Linked DNA regions of Capra hircus: region 2 is linked to region 1. A link is a contact called in public Hi-C data. All regions are on one chromosome and are shown on one strand. The core of a region is the stretch at or near the end of the contact, and the rest is flanking DNA. Distances in the headings are between cores, read along the strand shown. Region 1 has its middle 11 kb from the start of N4BP1. Region 2 has its middle 59 kb from the start of N4BP1.

Evidence for each region. Hi-C and Micro-C count contacts between places; a contact is called where the count stands out from the background.
Region 2: a contact with region 1 is called in a Hi-C map of blood, with 4 times the contacts expected there. The contact joins two enhancer-like sites. A contact is called at or near these places in 2 of 5 Hi-C or Micro-C datasets (both in blood).

Annotation. Positions count from the first base shown.
Region 1 is chr18:20,271,410-20,275,589 of ARS1.2, forward strand. It overlaps the pseudogene LOC102183901. Among named protein-coding and RNA genes, the nearest start is that of N4BP1, 11 kb to the right of the region's middle. Within about 2 kb of position 2,447, at least 3 of the 5 cell types and tissues checked have an H3K27ac peak or open chromatin away from gene starts, as enhancers often do.
Region 2 is chr18:20,341,347-20,345,526 of ARS1.2, forward strand. No RefSeq gene overlaps it. Among named protein-coding and RNA genes, the nearest start is that of N4BP1, 59 kb to the left of the region's middle. Within about 2 kb of position 2,360, at least 4 of the 5 cell types and tissues checked have an H3K27ac peak or open chromatin away from gene starts, as enhancers often do.

The sequences.
Region 1 (4,180 bases), core at 1,197-3,696:
TCAGAATGAACTGAATTTCAAGCCTCCCCCTGCCATTTACTGGTCTGGGGCAAATCAAGTAATCCTCTAAGCCTTAGATCTCCTCTTTCTTTAAAATGTACGGAATGAAGGTGCCCGCATAAAGGGCAGTTGTTGTTCAGTTGCTAAAGTGAAGTCGCTCAGTCGTGTCCAACTCTTTGCAACCCCATGGACTGTAGCCTATCAGGCTCCTCCGTCCATGGGATTTTCCAGGCTAGAGTGCTGGACTGGATTGCCATTTCTTTCTCCAGGGGATCTTCCCGACCCAGGAATTGACCCCGGGCCTCCTGCATTGCAGGCAGATGCTTTACCATCTGAGCCACCAGGGAAGTCACTTAGTTGTAAGCTGAGTCAGACTCTTTTGTGACCCCGTGGGCTGCAGCCCACCAGGCTTCTCTGTCCATGGGGAATCTCTAGGCAAGAACACTGAAGTGGGTTGACATTTCCTCTCCAGGGGATCTTCCCCACCCAAGAGTCAAACCCGCATCTCCTGCATTGACAGGCAGATTCTTTATCACCGAGCCACCTGGGAAGTCCCTTCAAAGGGCAGTGGTGAGTTTTAAATGAGAATTCTCATAATGTCCAGGTGTACTACCTAGTAGGAAGTTTCCCATCCACAATCAGTTATTTTTTTACCATACCTGGAAGAAGCCTGGACAAAGAGGTGCCTTTCAGGCCAGTGCAGTGGTGTGCAAACTTTGGAGGACACTGCAAAGAATCACTGCAGGGGTGACTTCCTGGACCCAAACCCACTGCCCCATAATCTACGGGGGAGACCAGAACACTCCACTTCTAACGTCCGCTGCCCCCCGCCCCATTCCATCGAAATGCCCCACCCTCCCATCCCCACCACAACTCAGACCAAAGCGAGAAAATGCCTAAGGTGGAAAGCCTGTGCTCCTGGGGGCATCCCGGCCTACAGCTGCAAAACCTAACTGGACTTTGAGCTGTTTGCTCAAGTTACCACTAAGTGGAGGTGGTGGGGTGCTGGGGGTGGGGGGGCAAGAGGTGGCAGGCCCAAGCAGACTGAAATGGAGATGTCACTCTGGATGCAGAGAAGTTCCAGCCTCCTAGCTGAGGCTGCTAAGAAAGAGAGCTTTGGGGAGCAATTTCAGTATGTGTTGCCGGGGGTAGAAAGGGGGGATGCCGTTTCTGTACCTTCGATCTTGGATCGCCTTCAAAATAGCAAAAAGAATGCACTGTCCCAACTAAATTCATTCATCATCCACTTGCTGAGCTTCTGGTGCAGCTCCGCAGCTTCTCTCTCCACACGGTGGATGTGGTGGGGCATAGTCCCAGCGACTCGTTGCTTGCCTGTGGGTGCCAGGTGTAAGCGTTTATGTCAGAGAAAATCACGGCGGGACGGGGCTGCTGCTGCTGCTGCCCACTTTTCTTCGGTTCCCTCCGAGGCCCTTCCTGCCGTGGGAGGCTTTTTTGCCTATCACCCGGATCTGTTTACTTTGCATTCCCTTTCGGCCTTGCCATTTCCCTGGGATTTTCATCCTCTGCCTCCGCAGGAAGGGCGCTCGAAATTGGCGGCTGCACTGCCCCATAGAGACAGCAGGTGGCGCCCTGAGCTTTAGAAGGCCTTGCGTACCAGACTTTCCTAGAGAGAGCCGAGTTGCCCCGTGCGGAGGGACCTTATAAAAAAGCCAGTGTGCACGTGAAACGTGAAGTCGATTCCCGATTCCCGTTACACCGTATCCCGGTCTAAGCTCTAGAAGTGGCAGGAGAGGGAAAGAAGAAGGCGTCTGCTGGAAGGGCGGCAACCTCCTCATTGCAGAAAAGGGGAACTCAGCACAGGGCAGGGAGGCCCCCAAGAGGAAGGGCAGAGGCCAAATTCTAGTTCTGGAGCTGGCTCTAAGACCCACCGACTGGGCTCAAAAATTTCCACTATTCTCCCATCCCTGCTTACCGGAAGGTGTGCTGGATTCTGAACTAAGATGAACAGTTCCCGCATCCAGGCTTTTACATCCCTCTACATGATTCTGGACGTTATCTCTACATCACCCAAGTTATAATCTGGTTATCATCTGTCTTAACATCAACTAACTTTTTAAAGTTAAATATAACTATACAGGAAACACTTTATTGCTATAATAACTAGAAGCCCGATATTTCTTGCCAAAACAGGACTGTAAAAATAAATACTTAACAATTATGATTCCTTAGAAGTCGGGCTATTTCCCAGTGAAAATTGTTTGCCATAGCAGCAGTGTCACGTTTTCCACATTTTAGGAAAAACAGATTCTAGCACAAGCTCTCCCAGGAACTCTGAATGAGAGGAGACAGATGTAGGGGTGCGGGAGAAGGAGGCAGGGGGAGCTGGAGAGAGAGGCAGCTACACTTTTTACCCAGATGCAGAACAAAGAGAGCCTTGACGGATAGCCCATGTCCTTCCTGCAGTGTGCACATATTTCCGGAAACTGCAAGTTATTTTTTATTCTGGAGAGCTGGAGGAAAAGGGTGGAGGCTTGGCTTCCTGTGAGCCTGCCCCACCCTGGAGCTCTTATGGAAAGCAAGATAACATCTCAGGGTAAGGAGCCAGAGTGTTAGAGTGGAATGAAGGCAGGCCTCCACCCTTCTGCTTTTGCAGAGAAGTCTTCAATATTCCAGACCTGCTTGGCCAGTTCTGCCTCTATCCCTTCCTCATGATGGAAACCAGATGAGTTCCTTCACCTCCCTAAATCTCAGTTTCCTCATCTGTAAAATGGGAATGATGCCTGATTCTTAGAGTTGTTTGTGGGAGCTAAATAGGATTGTTTGTGTAGAGTCAGCCAATCAACAATTTCCAGAACACCTACTATTTTAAGTGCTGAGTGCACAGCTCAGTTCCTCATGTAGGGTTAAGCATGCACAGAGTATTTGGAAAAATAGCATATGTAATATACATATAAGTTAGTATAGTGTCTCTTCCACGCTACAGCAGTTTCAGCCAATCCCCTCCTCACATGTGGTCTGCATCCTCTGAGCCCCCCTCAGCACTCCCTCATGGGGTGACGCATCCTCCCTTCCACTATGGAGACATCGACTTCCCTCTCCTTCTCCAGGAAGACAAGCAGAACCCACTTTAGTCATCGCTGCCTCCTCCCTCCCACCCAGCTTCTGTAGAACACCCTGAACATTACAGGCACTCATGTGAAGTTTGTTGTCTCAAATTCCACTGCCCACATAGCTCAGACCAGAGGTCCCACAAAGCAAACACCTTTTGTTGCGCCATTTTGTTCTGAAAGCCTAACGAGCCAGGTGCTAAACCTGATTAAGGTTGAGCACCCAGAGGCTCCCCATCCACCCCCCAACTTGGTGGCCTCCCCAGCTCGTGAACCCTACAGCCCCTCCCACCTCCCCGGCTCAACCATGCCTCCCACAAACAGAAAATCTAATTACCGGGATGCTGAAGCCCTTGCCTCTGTGATTTGGAGCCCTCATTTATCAAGGAACATTGATCATTCTCTGATGACTTTCCATCTCATGTAAAATAAAATCTAACATCCTTCCCCAGTTCACTTGGCCCCCATGCTCCAGCCACTGCCCACCTCTCAACTTCAGTCCCTTCTCTTCTCACCCTTACTCCCCAGCTTCAGGCACACAGGTCTTCTTGCTGCTCTGCAAACATACTAACCACTATCTCTGCCTAGAAGCTCTTCTCCAGATGTCCCCATGGCACCCGCATCCAGATTTCTGCTCAAACGTCAGCCTCTCCAAGAGGCCTTCCCTGCGCAGCCTGTGTGGTGGTGGTGGTGTTCTGTCACTAAGTTGTGTCCAACTCTTTGCGACCCCATGAACTGCAGCACGCCAGGCTTCCCTGTCCTTCGCTATCTCCCTGAGTTTGCTCAAACTCATGTACATTGAGTCGGTGATGCCATCCAACCATCTCATCCTCTGTTGTCCCCTCCTCCTCCTGCCTTCAATCTTTCCCACCATCAGGGTCTTTTCCAATGAGCGGGCTCTTCACATCAGATGGCCAAAGTATTGGAGCTTCAGCGTCAGCATCAGTCCTTCCAATGAGTATTCAGGATTGATTTCCTTTAGGATTGACTGGTTTGATCTCGTTGCTATCCAAGGGACTCTCAAGAGTCTTCTTTAGCATCACAGTTCAAAAGTGTCAATTCTTTGGCACTCAGCCTTCTTTATGGTCCAAATCTCACATCCGTACATGACC
Region 2 (4,180 bases), core at 1,110-3,609, 70 kb after region 1:
GACCAGCGCTCCCCAGGTGGCTCGGTGGTAAAGAATCCGCTTACCAAGCAAGAGACCCAGGTTTGATCGTATGTTGGGAAGATCCCCTGGAGGAGGAAATGGCCACCCACTCCAGTATTCTTGCCTGGAAAATTCCGTGGACATAGGAACCTGGCGGGCAACCGTCCATGGGGGTCACAAAGAGACACAGCTGAGCGACTGACAACACACACAGCAAGACCATGCATCAGTGCTGCAGGAGAGGCCCCTAGTCAGCTCTCACGGAGCCTCAGGAGACTCCACCCCAAGACCATGCGCCAGTGCTGCAGGAGAGCCCCCTAGTCAGCTCTCATGGAGCCTCAGGAGACTCCACCCCAAGACCATGCGTCAGAGCTGCAGGAGAGCCCCCTAGTCAGCTCTCACAGAGCCTCAGGAGACTCCACCCCAAGACCATGCGTCAGAGCTGCAGGAGAGCCCCCTAGTCAGCTCTCACGGAGCCTCAGGAGACTCCACCCCAAGACCATGCGTCAGAGCTGCAGGAGAGCCCCCTAGTCAGCTCTCACGGAGCCTCAGGAGACTCCACCCCAAGACCATGCACCAGAGCTGCAGGAGAGCCCCCTAGTCAGCTCTCACGGAGCCTCACCCTCACACAGGCTGGTTCCTCCTGGCATCTTCATCCTCTTGCAGTTGTGTCTCACAGACGCCTTCATGTGGATTTTCTTGCTCTGTCCCCTAGCTGGACAGAGGCCAGGCCGGCTGCTTGGGAGTTAGACCTTCCACGTTCTGCCATGTCTTCACTGGTTAGACAGCCATGATGGGGCCAGCCCTCCTAGTCTGGGGCTGCCACGAGGAAGAAACGGGCCTAGAGCAGCGCCTGCCAGAACCCCCTCAGTGATGGTCACGACCGGCTCCGCCCTGCAGCCCAGCGGACACTTAACGAGACTGTTCACACCCTGTAGGCCATCTCAGAGGCGGAGACCTTGTCTTCCGGATGCTGAATGTTCTCTGTTCCTGCCAACTCATCCTGAGTGTGGTCTAGACCCTCCTCAGGGCCGCAGCGGTCCTGCTGTCTGCTGGGCAGGACGTCAGTGCTCTGACAGGGTCGGTGCCCTTGAGTGCCTGGCAGGCTCATGGCAGGGAGGGACCCAGGGGGGATGCCGGCAAAGCCACTGCTTGGCCACAGAGTGAGGGAGCGCTGATCCCCTGGCTGACACAGCCCCTCCAGGCTGCGTCTTGACTCATCCACCCCTCCCACCGCTCCTTGAAGTCTCCATCTTGGAGGCTCGTGTGTGTGTGTGTGTGTGTGTGTGTGTGTCTGTGTGTCTGTGTGTCTGTGTGTGTGTGTGTGTGTCTGTGTGTCTGTGTGTCTGTGTGTGTGTGTCCAGGATGCAGGACTTGAATTCCTGAAGGCTATTTCAGGCTCATGTGTGTGTCTCAAAGCGTGCGTGCGTGTGTGTGTGTGTGTCCAGGATGCAGGACTTGAATTCCTGAAGGCTATTTCAGGCTCATGTGTGTGTCTCAAAGCGTGCGTGCGTGTGTCTGTGTCTCTGTGTGTGTCTCTGTGTGTGTCTGTGTGTGTGTGTGTCCAGGATGCAGGACTTGAATTCCTACAGGACATTTCACCTCCCCAAGAGGCAGACTCCGCCAAGGTGACTTGGCCGCCGGAATGGCACCCGAGATGGACTGCCTCCCTCCATCCAGTGACCAGAATGGAGGGCTTGTGACCTGGGTCAAGGTGGTCAGCCCGCTGGCCAGAGGGAGGCTGTGGAAGGAAGCTGCCTCCCCCGTTCCTGAGGAGTGGGGCCCACGTCCAGCCTGGTTCCTGTGGGAGGTGCTGGGAGCACATTGTTGTTTCTTATTTGTTTGTTTTAACTTGACCGGCACTGTAGAAGCGCCGTCTGGAGTACACTTCTGTGTGCGTCATGCCCTCCTTTCTACTCCTTTACGGGGACACAGAGCAGTCAAACGGCCTTTGATGGCTTTTGAAACTGAAAGCAGCCTTTTTGCAGCTCGGGTTCCAGTCTCCTGTCATGTGGTTCCAGGGCTGGTGACAGCCATCAGGGAAACGGAGCCTGGGCAGGCAGGGGTTTGCCCAGAAACTGGTCATCAGCGCCCAGATTAAGCCCTGGAGCTGCAGCGCCTGTGCCTCGGGGCTTCTGGAATCAACCCCCTGTCACCTCCTCCCATAAGACTCCGCGCTGCAGACAGTGGCCCTTGGGGCTTTCCTTCCCACTCCCTCCACAGGTCCCCAGGGAGCCCAACTTGGCCTCATAGCCTGAAACCCAGTCTGGGGTCAAGCCTGGGCAGGCCCTGCCCTCTCCCCTCTTGGCTCTCAGAGAGAGGAGGAGGGGGCCTCCCCTGAAAAGAATGCCTTGTCTGCCCGCCTGTCTGGCTCTGAGATCAGTCTAGGGTTTCAGCCACCAAAAAAGGCCGCAGGAAGGAGAGGGCCTCCTGCAGCTGGCCGGGAGAAGCTGTGGACACTGGCTCACAACCTCCCAGACCAGAGGGTCCCTCGACAGCGACAGCAGGTCCCACCCCCGTCTTGTAGCCCCTTCCCACTGGGGTGTCAGGGCCCTGGCGCTTACTCCCACTTTAAAGCTAAGGAACTTGAGGCCCAGTGGTAAGTGGTGGGGGGAGGGCTGGAGGCCCAGCACCAAATCCTCTGTGCTCTACTTGCCAGCCCCTCTACCCCGTCCCCCAGCTGTCCCGAGCAGCCGCTGCATGCCTTGGATGGTGCTGGGGGAGGTGAGAAGGCCAGAAGGGCCCTTTCCAAAGCGCCCCATGCTCCCCCAGCCCTAGCAGTGAAGGTGTGTCGGCCCTGCTCTGGCCCTTCTTGCTGTGTAATCAGAGGAAGTTACCCTCTCAGATGAGGCCAGTCCCCTCGTCTCTGAATGAAAGTGAGGGCGCCACCCTCACAATGGGTGGTTTTCAATCCTGATGTGTGTCAGAGCCACCTGGAGGAAGGGCTGTAAATGCACTGGCGCCCAGGCCTCACCCCGGACTGGGGAGATCAGTGAACGGAAGCCCAGGGATCCCAGCGAGCCCCTGACTGAGAACCAACGTCCCGTGAAGAGTTGGTCCCACTGGGATGAAATCCCAAGACAAGGCCCTGGCCCCTGACGGTCCTTCCCACATGCGGCTCCAGTAAGGGCTTGTCCTCAGTGTCTCATCCAACTTCCGGTATTTTACAAATCCTTGGCCCCACAGAGGCAAGACTCAGGGCAGGAGGAGAGCAGAGGGAGCAGGGGCATGGGGCCCTCTCTCCTGTGGCCAGTGGCTGCAGCTGGCTTGGCCATTTCTGCCACCACCAGCCCAGCTGTGTGTCCTCGATTCCCGGCTCTACTTACACCTGGGGACGGTTTTGAACAAAGACAGAGTGGAGTTCCTGGTGACCTCCTAGCACATCGGCCTCTTTTCTACCAAGCAAGGGCCTTTCTGCCAGCCATTACCCACCCTGTAGACCCCTGTCACTGCTCCACACGTGCTGACAGGGCCTGGGAGCCTAGCGGGGTCAGTGCGTGCCTTGAAGACAGGAGGAGTCTGCCACATGAAGACCTCCTATTTCAACAGGCAGAGGCCAGCGGGCTTGGGCTCCAGCACCCCCCAGCCATTAGGTGAGGCAAGCCCTTGTCCAGATCTCATCTGCTGCCCCAGGAGAGGCGGTGTCTTCCTTCAGAGTGTTTCTAGTCTGACACTTTCAGCTTCCTTGGCCCAGAGCCTGAACATGAGCATTGAGCATCAGCCTGAGCATCACCAGCAGATGGAAGTTGTGCTGTGTGGGGACAGTGGAAGGTGACCGGCTGATGGCACAAGCCAGCTGGTGGGAAGAAGCCCTTTTCCGCCACAGCGCAGGTGGCATCAGAGGGCTTCCTGCCTCAGAAGTCTCAGCATCCAGCTCGAAGCCATCTGCTGCTGCCACCTGAGAATTACTGTCAGAATTACTGTCCCGGCTTCACCCACCTTTGGGGCCTCCATATCCGCCATCACTGTCAAGGTGACTCCCAGGAAAGTCTGAGGCCGGGGGTTGAGAGCCCTCCCAACAGGAAGTGACTTGACGACATGAACCTTGACCCTCTCCCTTCCCCACGGCCCCATCCAGACTGAACCCAGACCCCATTCGTCTGGTCTTTCAAGGTGTCCTTCACAGGCCCACCCACAGCTATTCTCCATCTTCCTGCTTGGGTGGGTCTCTACAGCTGCC